2 separate regions of the Sus scrofa genome follow, and region 2 is linked to region 1. A link is a contact called in public Hi-C data. All regions are on one chromosome and are shown on one strand. The core of a region is the stretch at or near the end of the contact, and the rest is flanking DNA. Distances in the headings are between cores, read along the strand shown. Region 1 overlaps CCDC85A (coiled-coil domain-containing protein 85A). Region 2 overlaps CCDC85A (coiled-coil domain-containing protein 85A).

What was found. A called contact is a pair of places that touch in the nucleus more often than the background predicts.
Region 2: a Hi-C map of embryonic fibroblasts shows a contact between it and region 1, with 2.1 times the contacts expected there. The contact joins two enhancer-like sites. A contact is called at or near these places in 5 of 47 Hi-C or Micro-C datasets (adipocytes, embryonic fibroblasts and fibroblasts).

The regions. Positions count from the first base shown.
Region 1 is chr3:85,362,111-85,369,397 of Sscrofa11.1, reverse strand. The region is part of intron 10 of CCDC85A (coiled-coil domain-containing protein 85A); the gene reads left to right. Among named protein-coding and RNA genes, the nearest start is that of MIR217-1, 24 kb to the right of the region's middle. Within about 2 kb of position 3,632, at least 9 of the 83 cell types and tissues checked have an H3K27ac peak or open chromatin away from gene starts, as enhancers often do. A contact at or near this core is called in embryonic fibroblasts, where this site is marked.
Region 2 is chr3:85,455,784-85,462,561 of Sscrofa11.1, reverse strand. The region is part of intron 10 of CCDC85A (coiled-coil domain-containing protein 85A); the gene reads left to right. EFEMP1 (EGF containing fibulin like extracellular matrix protein 1) reads right to left here. Exons shown (of 11, transcript NM_001244261.1): 6 at 2,795-2,914; 7 at 1,717-1,836; 8 at 367-486. Among named protein-coding and RNA genes, the nearest start is that of EFEMP1, 51 kb to the right of the region's middle. Within about 2 kb of position 4,106, at least 2 of the 83 cell types and tissues checked have an H3K27ac peak or open chromatin away from gene starts, as enhancers often do. A contact at or near this core is called in embryonic fibroblasts, where this site is marked.

The DNA of each region.
Region 1 (7,287 bases), core at 2,383-4,882:
AAATGTACTTGGAACCAGTTTGAGGTGCACTTCTGTGTCAGATGCTGGTTTTCTGGCAGCGTCTGCCATTGAGGACAGACAGGGGGCAGGTTAGATCTGGGCTCTTTCTGAGCTTTGAATCTTCTGTCTCTCATGGTCAGCCTTTTCCTGCCTTGCCTCCAAACTCACACTGGTCTTCCCTACCATGTAAAGAGCAAAAGAAATGGCCCAGGTCTAATCTACTGCCCCTTCTCACCTTCCTTTGTACCCACTGCTCCATTTCATCACCACTGATCCCCGGGGATTTGATTTCTCTCCTTAGTTTCTCAATTACCCTTTAACTTGTTAAATCCAGGGCTTCTCCCCCTCTCTTCATTTTCCTTGACCTCACTAAATCTCTGCAGCCTCAACATTTCTGATTTTCTCTGCCTTGTTGAAAGTTTCTCTTCCTATGAATTCTCTGCTGTTCTATTATTCCAGTTCTTAAATTATATCTAGTTCTCCCCAGGGTTCATTCTTCCTACTGCTGCACAATATGGACTAGATGATTCTTTTACTTTATGTGATTTTCTTTCTTCCTCCTACAGTCAATTTATAGAACTATTCATCGAATGAATTAATTAGGAATTAATTCAAAACATATTAATGCCATCAAAATCCCTTCTTCCTATCTGAACTCCCTCAGGCCTAACCTGATTTTTGTCAGGAATATTAAGCACTAATTCTAATCTGTGTCTGTTTAGAATTTATTTTATTTAAAATGTTTTCTTAAGGAGCATGTTGGAGAAAGTTAGAAAATATATAAAAGGAAAAGGGAGAAAAAAATTAATACTTCCTTTCATCTTTTTTTTTAACATGTAGGGATTTATTGTTTATTTTTATAAGAATAGCTAGATGTAAATGTTAAATATATATACATATATAACATTATATATGCTATTATATGTATATCTATAGTACGTATTTGTCATCTACTTTTAAATTTAATATTATAATATAAGCATTTTCATGTTATTACCAATCCTTATAAATATCATAGTATTCTGTTGAGAAGTTAATTTTTCCTAAACTATTTTCCTATGTTTGACGTAGAAGTTGTTTCCATTTTTCTGTTATAAATGATAGTAAATATCTTTGTGCCTGAAGCTTTATTTTAGTCTTTTTTTTTAATGATACATTTCCCAGGATGGACTTATTGGAGCTAGGGTATAAACATTTTAAAAACTTTAATATATATTGTCAAGTTGCTTATAATAGAGTTCTACCAACTTGTATATCAGCAATCTATAAGAGTACTGATTTACCACAGCCCTGCTAAAATGTTTACTTAAAATTTCTGCTCTTTAAATACTTGACTTCTTTCCCTCCAAGAATACCAATGATTGTAAGTCTTAGTGAATAGACTTGCAATTCAGTTATTTTAGTGATACATGCTTTTAGGGACTGATAATAGAAAATAAGTTGATGACAAGGGTTTGCCTTTCACTTAACAAAAGCATGTTTACTTGGAAAGGAAAATCTTAGAAAGGGAAAGATCTGAAAAGAAAATTTGATATGGTTTTAGAAGCAATCTCTTTGAATCTGTGGGACAGTATTTTGGCTTGAATTTCTCTATAATTCCTCTGCAGAAAAGAAAATATTCTTAATTTCTTAATTTTAAGAAGAAAAACAATTCCAACAGAGAGGGGATAACTTTCTCTCTACAGATATGGGATTCACTTATCCTTACAGAAAACATTTTCCCAGAGGCATGTACAGATGAACATATTCCGATGTGCTTATCTGCTTGCAAATGAACTGCTTGCATGAGAGAAGCTTGCATTACTCTGCTTGCATGAGAGAAGCCTGCATTACGTAGGTATGTGTTGTTTGTGGTGTGGAGGGTAGGCTCAAAACATTAATTAAATTCTTCCTGCTAGTTTATACAGTACGTACTGTGAGTTTATAGAATTGATGTTTATGTGTTTGTAGAGTTTTTTCAAGGAGTCTGAGATCTGATATGTTACAGAAAATAATCCATGTCTCTTACCAAGTCTGATTTCCGGAATCATTTTCTCTAACTTCCTGGGGTTCTGGTTAGTGACACTTGAATAAAGTTCAGAGAAAATATAGGTGCTTGATAGCACGTAAGCATTATGTTCTGTACTCCCAAATTTTGGAAAACCGAAACCACTATTAATATGCTAAAAGCTAAATTTTGTAGAATGTTAAACATTCATGAAAGGAACGATGAAAGAAAGGGTAGGTTTCTTGCCAGCATTGCGGTCAGCAGCAGTACTCTGGCCTGATTACTTAAGCCGATGTTTTTCCTAAATCAGTCATGAATCAGTAATTATCAAGTTTTGCAATACTAGGCAATTCTCTTGAGAATAGCAAATGATTTGTAATGTTAAGTTATAGCTTTTTGTAAAAAAGAAGTATTTTGGCTCCTCTCGATGGGTTTCCCGGGGCACTGGGCAGAACCCTTCTTGATTTTATGGGACTTTGTGGAGACTTTGTAGGTTGAGCTTTCCTACATGACCAAATAGCACATATTTGCTTTCTTTCCCCACAAAAATAAGAATGCTGTTGGTGTGTGGTGAATTGGTTTCACTCCCATTCATTTGGCTTAACCATTTAAACCACAATTTAGTCCAAAAATGAAAAAAAAAAAAAAAAAGAAGAAGTCACAAATGAAAATTCAGGAATCATATTCAGGAATCCATTTCTTCCAGCACGTTTTGTGATGACCTGTTTGATAACTGTTTTCTTCTGCCATAAGATGTTCTCCTTTGTGCACTGAGATTCTAGATCTTAGAGTTGGAAGGGACTTAGTGAAAAGTTCTAAGCCCCCTACTTTCTGAAGCTCATAGGAGTTATACTGTCTCAGTTTCAGAACCCAGAATTGGTTAAATAAGGATCCAAATGTTCTTTCTCCTACTTGATGATACATTAGCCAACATGCCTGCCTGCATTGACTGAGTTACCTTATTTTAGATTCAGAAATCCTGTAGCTCAGCAGATTACACCCTTTGCAATTTGTTCTGATGTGCCATGTGACATCAGGATTTTAAACAGTTCACTCCTTGGTTGTCCAGGACCCTTAGGATGTTGCCTTTCTTTTACAATCAGCACCCTGGGACTACACGTTTACTCAAGAGGCCTGTATAACTTTGCTGTGTCCACTCTCTGCTTATTTCACTTTGGAGATGCTCTTTTCTTGGACAAATCTTTGACAATGTCTTTGCTTGGAGTGTCCCAAGAAATTTAATGTCTTACCATTGCAGGAGGGGCCCCTTACGTGGAGACTGGTAAAGCCCCTATCAGATGAGCCTTTCAAAATACTCCAGAATCCTACATATCTCTTCTTTAAGAGGCTACATTTTTATTCTTTAGCTGGTTTGTCTTGTGGTGCTCCTTGTCCAATAGCCATGATCCTCTTGGAGAGCTAATGCATTTTGACATTCTGAGACTCTCCCAGACACTCTGAGCCCATGAGTTTGATCAGACTTTTGATAGAAGTTATATATTCCCATTCTCTCTGTTTTCTTACCACCCATTCTGTCAGGGATTCTGGTACCTGAAGGAGTCTATCTCATGGCTAGTCTGCAGCATTGTGACAGGTCTACCCTGTGGGTTCCCAGATTCCTCTATTGTGCTATCAAAAGGGAGCTGCAGAAGTTCACACAATCACAGGATTGGAAGGGAGCCTACTGGTCATTGAATGCTTGAGTCACCCCTGCAAAATCACTGCCAAGTAATTATCTTGCCTGACGGGAAACTTATTACCTCCCAAGGCGGTTCATTCTAATTCAGCCTGTTCCCACTGGTGGGAAATTCTTTCTCATACCTATTCAGTGTTGATGTGTTTCCCGTATTGAATAAAACAGAATTCCTATTAATTAGCCCTCCCACCCCCCAGAGTCTTTCCAGTGTTGACTTAATGCCTTTGGGGAGGAAAACTTATTTGCATTTACAGAACTTGGTGGATGCTGCCCTGTGAAATTCAGAATGCAGCCTTACATCATCAACAGACCTGTAGTGGGCATTTAATATAAAACACTTGTCAAACTAAACTGAATTATTCTCTGAAGAAAGAAGAAATGACTAGAAATATAGTGCTTATAGCATGCGTCATTCTTTTGGCAGCTACTGCCCTGGGTCTTAGTTACTTTATATGCGTGAGTCTTGCCTATACAGCTAGTTGTTAAGCTCCTCAGGGTGTAGACTTGTCTAGTATCTGCATTTCCTAACAAGCTTTACTCATGACCTTGCATTTACAGGATCACTGGTGTTTTGCAAGAAAGTGAAAGCATAAGAATCGCTTCTTCTGTCACTGAATTGTTTTTGTTTTTTGCTCCAGATGATGAGTGGTGGCAGTGGTAGTGGGGGGTGTGTGTGTGTGCGCGCGCATGCGCGTGCTCACGTGTGCACATGCACACATGGGCGTTTGCATGAGCCAGGGCCAATTCTGTCTTATTGAAGGTTTTAGAACTAATCTCCCAAAAGAAACTAGTTTTCCCAGGCCAGACTGCAAAAACCTATCCCTTTTTGTGTGACAATGCTGCAGCATTGGCAGAGCCACATCAGGGGTTAAATTGACGCCTGGGTGTTGGTCTGGCAGCCTCACAATCACATACCAGGAACACCCTTTTCCACTCATCTGCCTGGTGCATACTTCCTCATTCTTCAGGCCTCAGCAGGAATGTGTCTTTTTGGAACCTTCCTGATCCACCCAGGCAGAGAGATCACCTCTTCTTTTTTATCCATGCTGTAAGGTGGACAGTCCTCTATTTTAATACATGCGATATTGCATATATATTATTTGCATCTGCCACTATCTCCTTTGTTATTCTGTGAGTTCCTGGAGGATAGAGACTGAGTCTAATTTCTCTTTGTTTCCCTTGTGCCAAAAACAATGACCAGCGCAAAGCAGGGAGATATTCAATGAATATTTTGGAAGGAATGACTATTAAAATAGATGAGTTGTTTGTGATGGCTTGGGAAACGCATTCCCAAGTGCTAGAGGACCTATTTACAAACAAACTTTTGGAACATAACAATTTTTTGTTTTGTAGACGGGGATTACTTGCACTGTTTTCTTTTTTATTCTTTTTTTTGGGGGGGGGTGTCTTTTTAGGGCCTCACCTGCAGCATATGAAGGTTCCCAGCCTGGGTGTTGAATCAGAGCTGTAGCTGCTAGCTACACCACAGCCACAGCAATGCAGGATCTGAGCCATGTCTGCAACCTACACCACAGCTCACGGCAATGCCTGATCCTTAACGCACTGAGCAAGGCCAGGGATCGAACCTGTGTCCTTGTGGATGCTAGTCAGATTCATTTCCATTGAGCCATGGCAGGAACTCCACTTGCACTGATTTGTATGCTCACAGGGCTCTGCTGAATGGTATCCTTTCAGTTAACCACAGTGAGGGGAGTAACCTTTGGATAAGCCATGAGCTGGAATAGAAACAAAGTGGGCCCCCCTCTGAAGATACAGACCCACCCACTGTAGATGTCCTGTGGAAAACAGAGTGGCAAGTAGGATATGATATCCACTGGGTATGGCAACCAAGAACACATCAGGCAAGCAGCTGGCTTTATGGAGTCTAAAGAAAGGAGAAGTCTACAAAGTGGTTGAATATACAGTTGACCCTTGAACAACATGGGTTTGAAGTGTGTAAGTCCATTTATTTGCAGATTTTTTTTCAGTACCAAATAGTACTGCAATGCTACATAATCCCAGGTTTGTCTGAATATGTGGATTCAGAGTTGGAGACACAGTGAGGGGCAGGGGAGGGGGTGACTATAAAGTTACATGTGAGTTTTGGACTGTGTGGAGGGTCAGTGCCCCTAACATTTCTGTATTGCTCAAACTTAAGGGAACACTGGGCTTTTATCATTCACTGGTTTTTAAAAATATTTATTGAATATTGCCATAGACTGAATAATTGTGTACCCCCAAATTAATACATTGGAACCTAATCCCAATGTGTCAGTATTTGGAGGTGCAGCCTTTGAGAGCTACTTAGGTCATGAGGGTGGGGCCTTCATGAATGGGATTAGTGTCCTTATAAGAGAGACCCTATGTGTGGACACAGTAAAAAGATAATCATCTGTGGACAAGGAAATGGATCTTCCCCAGACACTAAATCTGCCAGCACTTTGATCCTGGACTTCCCAGACTCCAGAACTATGGAAAATGAATTTCTGTTGTTTATGAACCACTTACAGGATTTTGTTATGGCAGCCTGAATGGACTAAGACAAATACCTATGTGAAAATATTCCCAGGAAGAGTTGAATTCTTGATCTGATTATCAGTAGGAAAAGAAGGAAAGGCCTAGTTACCAGCAATGGGGCATATAACCAGGGCTAGACTAAATACTGGGACATGATGTGAATTCTTTGCTATGGGGCTGGAGTGCCTTTCAATGCCTTCTGTTTCCACTCAGGATTTATCCTAGAGATAGGATCAGGCAGAGCTTCCAGGGTCAAACAAACTCAGCTGTGGTGAAAAGAAGGTCTGGGAACCGGGTATCAAGGAGGGCCTAACTAACATTTCTTGAGTGATGGAACTGCATCTAGCCTACAACTGTGCATGAACTCATTAAATATAGTTGATTGGCTTTACCAAATTGTGGCACTGAAGAGCAGAGAACAAGATATACTGATTTGTTGTTGTGTTGTTATTGCTTTTTTTTAGGACTGCACCAGTGGCATATGGAGGTTCCCAGGCTAGGGGTCTAATTGGAGCTACATCTGCCAACCTATACCACAGCTGCAGCAACGCCAGATCCAAGCCGAGTCTGTGACCTACACCACAGCTCACAGCAATGCTGGATCCTTAACCCACTGAGCAAAGCCAGAGATTGAACCCACAACCTCATGGTTCCTAGTCGGATTCGTTTCTGCTGTGCCACAATGGGAACTCCAGATATACTGATTTTAATAACATCTTGCACTTGAAAAACCCTCCATACTTACTGAAATATTTTCACATTTTGCTATTTCACCAAAATTCTCTGATATAGGCCAAAGTGGTATACCCATTTTTTAGATAAGTACATTAAAGCACTAACAATTTAAATGGATCATTTGGCTGCTGATTTTTTAGTAACAGAGACCAACTAGAACTATAAGCTCCTTATCACTAAGTCACTGCTCTTTCCCTTATCCCACTGCTTTGGCCATGTGACGCTGTGACAACTCTTGAAGCACCCTGTTCACTGAGAATTCAGTCCAGGTTTGACTTCTGGGAAACAGGACCTGGGTCTGAGCATTCAAGAAGATACTCTCAGCAAAAATCATGAGCCCGAATATTGTTTA
Region 2 (6,778 bases), core at 2,857-5,356, 93 kb before region 1:
ATGTCTAACTACACATTAAGCTTATGATCTATACTCAAATTCATGGTGAAATGTTTTAATAATTGAATTTTTTCTGGTGAGTGACTAAAGAAGGTATTTCATAGGGATTATATAGGCTATAAAGAAGGCATATAAGTACTTTGTTAAAATTATTTATATTTAAGGAAAGAAAAATGATTACTTTAAATTTTAAAGAAAGTCACTGATAGCACTGAATATCCTTTTTATGAGATATGCATATCTCATGATGAACAGCTCATGAAAAAGAGCTCAAATTATAAAAAAGTCTATAGTAGAGAATCCTAGAACTTCCTCTTTTTGCTTTTCCTGGTTAAAACTTAACAGACATGAAAACAATAAACTTACCCTGACATGTTCTACTTCTCACCACTTGGTATCCCTGGGGGCACATACATGAGAATTTCCCAGGTTCATTGACACATTGATATTGACACAGGTAGCTTGAGGTTCTGCATTCATCAATGTCTATTGAACCAGATAAAAGCAAGGACACACAGTTGAAACTTACATGTCACTATTTTGGGTTTTTTTTTTTTAACGCTGAAAACTCTGAAACAGTAACTTATAAGAAGCTCAAGTACAAATTCTAACAATGTTGGCTCATTTTCCCTAGAACTTCATAGCACAAAGAGTTTTTCTTACCATCATTTTAACTCAATTATTGCTGACAGTTTGGTGAATCCTGGAACCTAACCATACTAGCTGAGCAGAAGAATGAATTGGCTTGTGGTTGATACTCTTCATGCTGGGCTTGGCAGACCCATCCATAATGCAGATTCATATCTGCCTTCTCAGAAATTGGGTAGCTCTGCTCCCAAGTTCATCCGAATTTTAAACTCCAAGTCCCATCCCTATGCTAGCTTCTAGAGGTGATGTCCTGGTAGCATCTGGCCTTCAGGGGAGGAATGCTTTGCGTTTCTTGATGGTTCTGGCCCTATAGTTTGCTTAGAATGCCAGAGGCAGCTGTCTGCAACCAGCTCCTTTTGGTTTTGAGCATAGTAGCATGACGTGAGGCCTGTCTGCATGGGATATGACCTTTGTGGTCCCATGCAAAGCTGGGAGGGTTTGCGAGGAAGTCAGGAGCATCAACTGTCAATGGCATCTCACTTGGGATGTCCTATGCCTTTTGATTTACACAGCAGAACGTGCAATAGACTTTGAAAGTCATTCCATTAAATGGCCCTCTTTTTGCTCATGTGGAAAGTGAAAAATAGGCACCTTAAGAAATGTGCCCCAATTACACAGTGTTAGGGATGACTAGGGGCTGGGGGTCTCTTGGTTTCTATCCTAATGAATATCAGCTATTTTTGAAGTTAAATGTGCACACAAGTCACCTGGAATTCTCATTAGATGCAGAATCTGACTCAGCAGGTCTGGGCTGGGGTCTGAGATTGTACAATTCTCACAGGCTCCCAGGAGGTGCCACTGCTGCTGGTTGTGTTGCATCACACTTGAGAAGCAAGGCACTAGAGCACCATTTCTAATAACTGGACCCAAGCTACATCTAATATATCAGTTATTTTGTTTCTTCTCCTTTCTCTTGATCCAATGTTACAAGTGAATTAAATTAACTGGATTTTAGAACAGAATTTCCATGACTAAAATTTGTCTTCATAAACAGGTACTTGCATGGATAAAGCAACAGCAATCACAGGAATTGGACTATAATGACAAATTATTTGGATAATATTTTACCTTCACAGTTGAGCCTATCACTGCTTAGCTCATATCCTTGATTGCACTGACAGATGAATGAACCGAGAATGTTGTAGCATTGCTGAGCACATTGATTGCTGGCATCACATTCATTTATGTCTGAAAGGCAAGGTTATACACATTTGTATATCTATGTCTTTAAACATAGCCTTGCACTTTTGTACCCATGTCATCCGATAATAAGTGAGTACTCCCCTAGCTGGATTCTTTGCCTTGCAGAAGCTCCCTGGAGAACGTCCATTCAGGTTTCATATTTGTTGGAACAACTTGAAACGTCTGTCATATACTTCTTTTAGAAATACCAGAATATTTCTTTTCTGGGAATGACAGTTTGTTGTTTGATGAATCTCTCCAAAAGAATTTAATGATTCTAATAAATATATATTCCAATATCTATTTTCTTTTATTGTTGTTCAAATGCAAAATGCCAAGTCTATAAATAACTGATATAAGACACATACTGATATGGTCTCTCAGCATGCTGTAGTGAAGATTTATCTGTGCTATTTATTACTTTTTAAATGAGTTCTGTTAAATTCCATTACAATTATAACATAAGCCTTTGAGACCCATACAGAGTTTTGCAATGCTCTAAGGCACTGAAAATATTGTGAAAAGGCATTTTTCCTGCACTAGATTCTTTCCACGTCATGCCAATCTGAAAACTGTCTGCCGTGACATTGCATTCTGAAAGGGTAGAAGAAGCCTGTGAAAATCAAATGCACCTTCAGTGGAAAGTTTATGTATCTGAACTTGCAGTAACACTTTTGGCACCTTCACCATTTGTATCACACACTGTTGACTAGCTGGTGTATGTATATCAGTTGATCTATAGTTAAAAATTTTTTTTTGATACACCACAGAAAAGACTAGAGTTAAAAAATTTTCTATTCACATCTTGATGTGTCTTAAGAAACAGATTGGTTATTATCTTTTCAGCTTTATGCAGGGAAATTGATGGAAACCAGTTTGCTCATGAAGAGAGAAAACTGAAAATACTGCAGTGGGACTTGGGAAGACAGAAATCAGTCAGGATGGCTGTTTCTAGAAGACTTACCTACACAGGTATAGTTGTTTGCTGCCAACTGAAACCCAGGGCTGCACTGGCAATAAAATGATCCTGGTGTGTTCACGCACCTTTGGTGGCAATATGGAGGGATGCTGCATTCATCTACATCTAGTTTATTAAGAACACACAAGAAGAGAACCAAATCATTGACTATCCAAATTATTGCCTATTACTGAGCTGTTTAATCTTAGGTTCTCAGCAGAGCATTATCTAGAAAACCTATCTAGAGACCTCATTTTAATCTGTGCTTTAAATATACTTTAGTTTGAGTTTCCACTGTGGCTCTGTGGTTAAGGATCTGATGTTGTCTCTGTGAGTATGAAAGTTCAATCACTGGCTTTGCTTAGTGGGTTAAGGATCCAGTGTTACCCTAAGCTGCAGCATCGGTCAAAAATGCGGCTTGGATCCATTGTTGCCACGGCTGTGGCGCAGGCCTGCAGCTGCAGCTCTGATTTGACCTCTGGCCCAGGAACTTCCATATGTGCAGGTATAGCTGTAAAAACAAAACAAAACCTTTGGTTTGCTTTCTGTAATTAGGTGAGGTGTTAAAAACAGACTTCATAAATCTGGCTGGGTGGGTTGAGATTTAAAGAGGGAGAAATAATTAAGACTATTTCACATATAGGTGAGAATGTCAGGTTGGGAATCTAAAAGCTTATTTATAATAACAGCAGTAAGAAAGAACTATGGAAGAATTGAGTGATGTAGTGTAAAACTAAGAAAAGGAGGTATGAGCTATCGCTCAGCTGGTGACCTTGGCAAAGTCACTTATATGTTTGGTATCTATTTTGTTTTTTTTTCTATAAGATGTGGACAGTACTGCTTGCTATGTGAATCTTATGAAGTTTCTGTGAGAATCAAATGAAAGAACACTGTGAATTGAAAGAGATGCTAAATGAGTTATCTCTTGAGAGGGCCCTTCTGACACAATGATGAAGTATTCCAGCCTGTGTCCTTCTTGTATAAATATTTCCAACTATAAAATGCTCAACTGAGAACTTGTAGAGTAGGATTAATATCTTAGAAGTGTAATAAAATTGCATTAATTCCTGATTCTACACTTTGAGACCACTCCAATATGTCATATTTAATTTAAAATAACAATTATGCACAATTGGTATAATGCTATGGAGGAACACTATCTTATGGTAAAAAATGAAAACAAAACAAAATTTTATACTAGATCTTCTAGTACTTTAATAACTAAAAGTGTGGGAAGCAGTGTGCTCAAGTGGCTCCAAGGTAACCTGAATCTGAATCTTCGTTCTGGCATTTACTATTTTGGTCTTAATCTCTCAGAGCTTCCATTTCCTCTTCTGTGAGTAATAACACAACAATGTGGTAGGATTGTTGGGAGGATTATATGATATGATGCAGGCAAACTTCCTTGCACAAAAAAAGGTAAAAAAAGGGAACTTTTATGAGTAAGCTGCAAAATATATTTGATTCACCTCAAATATTAAAATAATAATAATGTTCACATGGTTTCCTTCCTAATTTATTTATATGTCTGATTGAATGAATGTCACCTCAGGGAGGCCATCTCTGTCCCTCCATATAAAATATCTTCTTCTGCCCCACCTATCCCTTTATCCTGCTTTATATTTCTTTGTAGCCATCAGTACTCCCTGACATCATGTTATGTATTTATTTGGTTCTTGTCTGTCTCTCTTACTATAATGCATGGCAAATAAGACCTGTCTCCTCCTCTTGAGGTAGAGGTAGAGTATTTTTTTGTCTGTCCACTGCTGTGTGCTTAATACCTAGAATGGGGGTCTGGCATAGTAGATGCTCAATAAACATTAGTTGAATGAATAAAAGCTTCATACTAATTAAGAATAGTTTTAGCATAGTTGTTCCTAGTACTTAGTATTATAGCCAGATGCCATTATCAATAGCTAATTTATATAAATTGTACTTTCTAATAGCTCCATGAGGGCCATAATTCTGTAGGATCTATCTGTTTATCACGATGGCATAGCACCTAGAGCCTGGCACATAGTCAGCCCTCAATAAATATTTGATGAATAAATAATGTATGTCTTCTCAGTCAGTAAACATTCAGTGAACCATTGTTATTTTCTAGCATTGTGTTTGGCAATGTAGGTTTATAAGAATAATAATCATATGCATATTGTACCCCTGTCTTATATGGAAAATGGGCATGAGAACAAATTACTACATGAAATTATAAGATCAATATAGAAAAGCATACAAGGGAGAAAGGGAACACCATTCTACCCAAAGTGTGACCTACTGACTGCTGCTGGTCCATGGACTATTTGGACCAGTCTATAATGAATAAATACAGAAATTGAGAGCATGTGTTCAGGAATAGCAATTTATTGTTACTGTAAAATTTTATTGTACTTTACAGAAGTATTGATGGGTATAGATTGGAAGTTTACAAAAAGGATCCATCAGAGTTTGAGAATTACTGGCATAGAGGAGAGAGTGACTAATTATATTTGGGTATCATGGAAGACTTCCCTGAGTAGGTGACCTTGAGCTGGGATTTGAGAGTTGAATAAGAGTTTGTCAGGACTGCATGTCTCTGGTACCGAAAAAGCTAATTAGAGGAACTGAAGAGTGACACTGCGTGATGTCTTGGGGGGACTATAACTAGTATGACAAAGCTGGGGTGTAATTTTTTTTTTTTTGGCAGGAAAGGGGTGTTGGCAGAGCTGGGCAAGGATCAGATTGAGGAAGACCTTATATGCTCTGTAGAAGAATGTAGTGTTGGTTTTATGGGTGAGGGGAACAGAAAGGAAGCCATAAGATTAGAACAGCAAGATTAGATCTGAATTTAAGAACATCTCCTCCTACCATATCATAAAGAGCTCTAAGCATACGTTCCATGTGCTTTGATTCTTCCCATATTAGGCCATGTTAATTCTTTTTCTATACTTTTTATACCCTCAATTGTTTATCTCTTGAGTAATACAGTGGGCAAAACTTTGGTGCACATGGAGTTTTCCACACAATTTTCTTCTAAATCACGCCTTCAGTCATTGCAAACCTTGGTCCTTCCTCAGAGGCTTGGCACTAGCCTCAGCACCTAGACCCAGCCCTAAGGCAGGCAGAGCGGGGCCAGGACCCATGAGGAGCTCAATGTTGACACCCTGACATCGACAGCTCCCATCTCAAGCAAGAATTGATGCTGGATTGCCTGTCCCCACATCCTTATCCTCTGTTCCTAAGAGAAAATAAGGACTCTTCACTGATCTTATGGTAAGAGGTGGTATGTAAATCACTGGACAGAGGGAGTCAATTACAGAGTTTCACCCTAGCGCTGGGCCTCAAGATTGAGCCCAGAACACTTTAGTTTACCTCTTATTTGCCACTCAGCCTTCCCAAACTTGACTGTGACTGTGTTCTTCCAGTCATTCAAAAAACATGCATAGAATATCTACTTGGCAGGCACTCTTCAGAGACTGGGGAGACAGCAGTGTTATAAGCCAGGCCTGGCCCCTGCCCTCAGGGAGCTCAGGCAGAGCTCTCAAGCAGGGGACATATGTTGCATTCTTAACACTGCACCCATTTGTAGTATAATGTTTAGTACAAATCTCTTAACTCATTATATAATGAGTTAACAGCTGTTCAACTCTGGACCAGGTGCTGCCCTAAGCATTCCCGCATAAGCTCCTGAGATAGGGGCCAGTATTACCTCCATAGTACAAAGGGAAAACTGAGACACAGAATATTTAAATAACTTGCCCAAGGTCTCAAAGTGAATTAGGGGTGGAATTGGAATTTGAACCTCACCATTTGCCCTATAAGCTATGCAGTGCTAAAACCAGTGAATGATGCCCATAGCATCAGTGTTTTAGTGCCAGAGCACCAAATAACTAATTTAAAGTGATTTCCCCAGTTGCTTTTGTAGTCTCATACCCCAAATTTCTGCCTTTTTTGAGTCTACCATGTAACCAACACTTTAATATCCAGAACATGCTCAACATTTAAGGGTTAGTT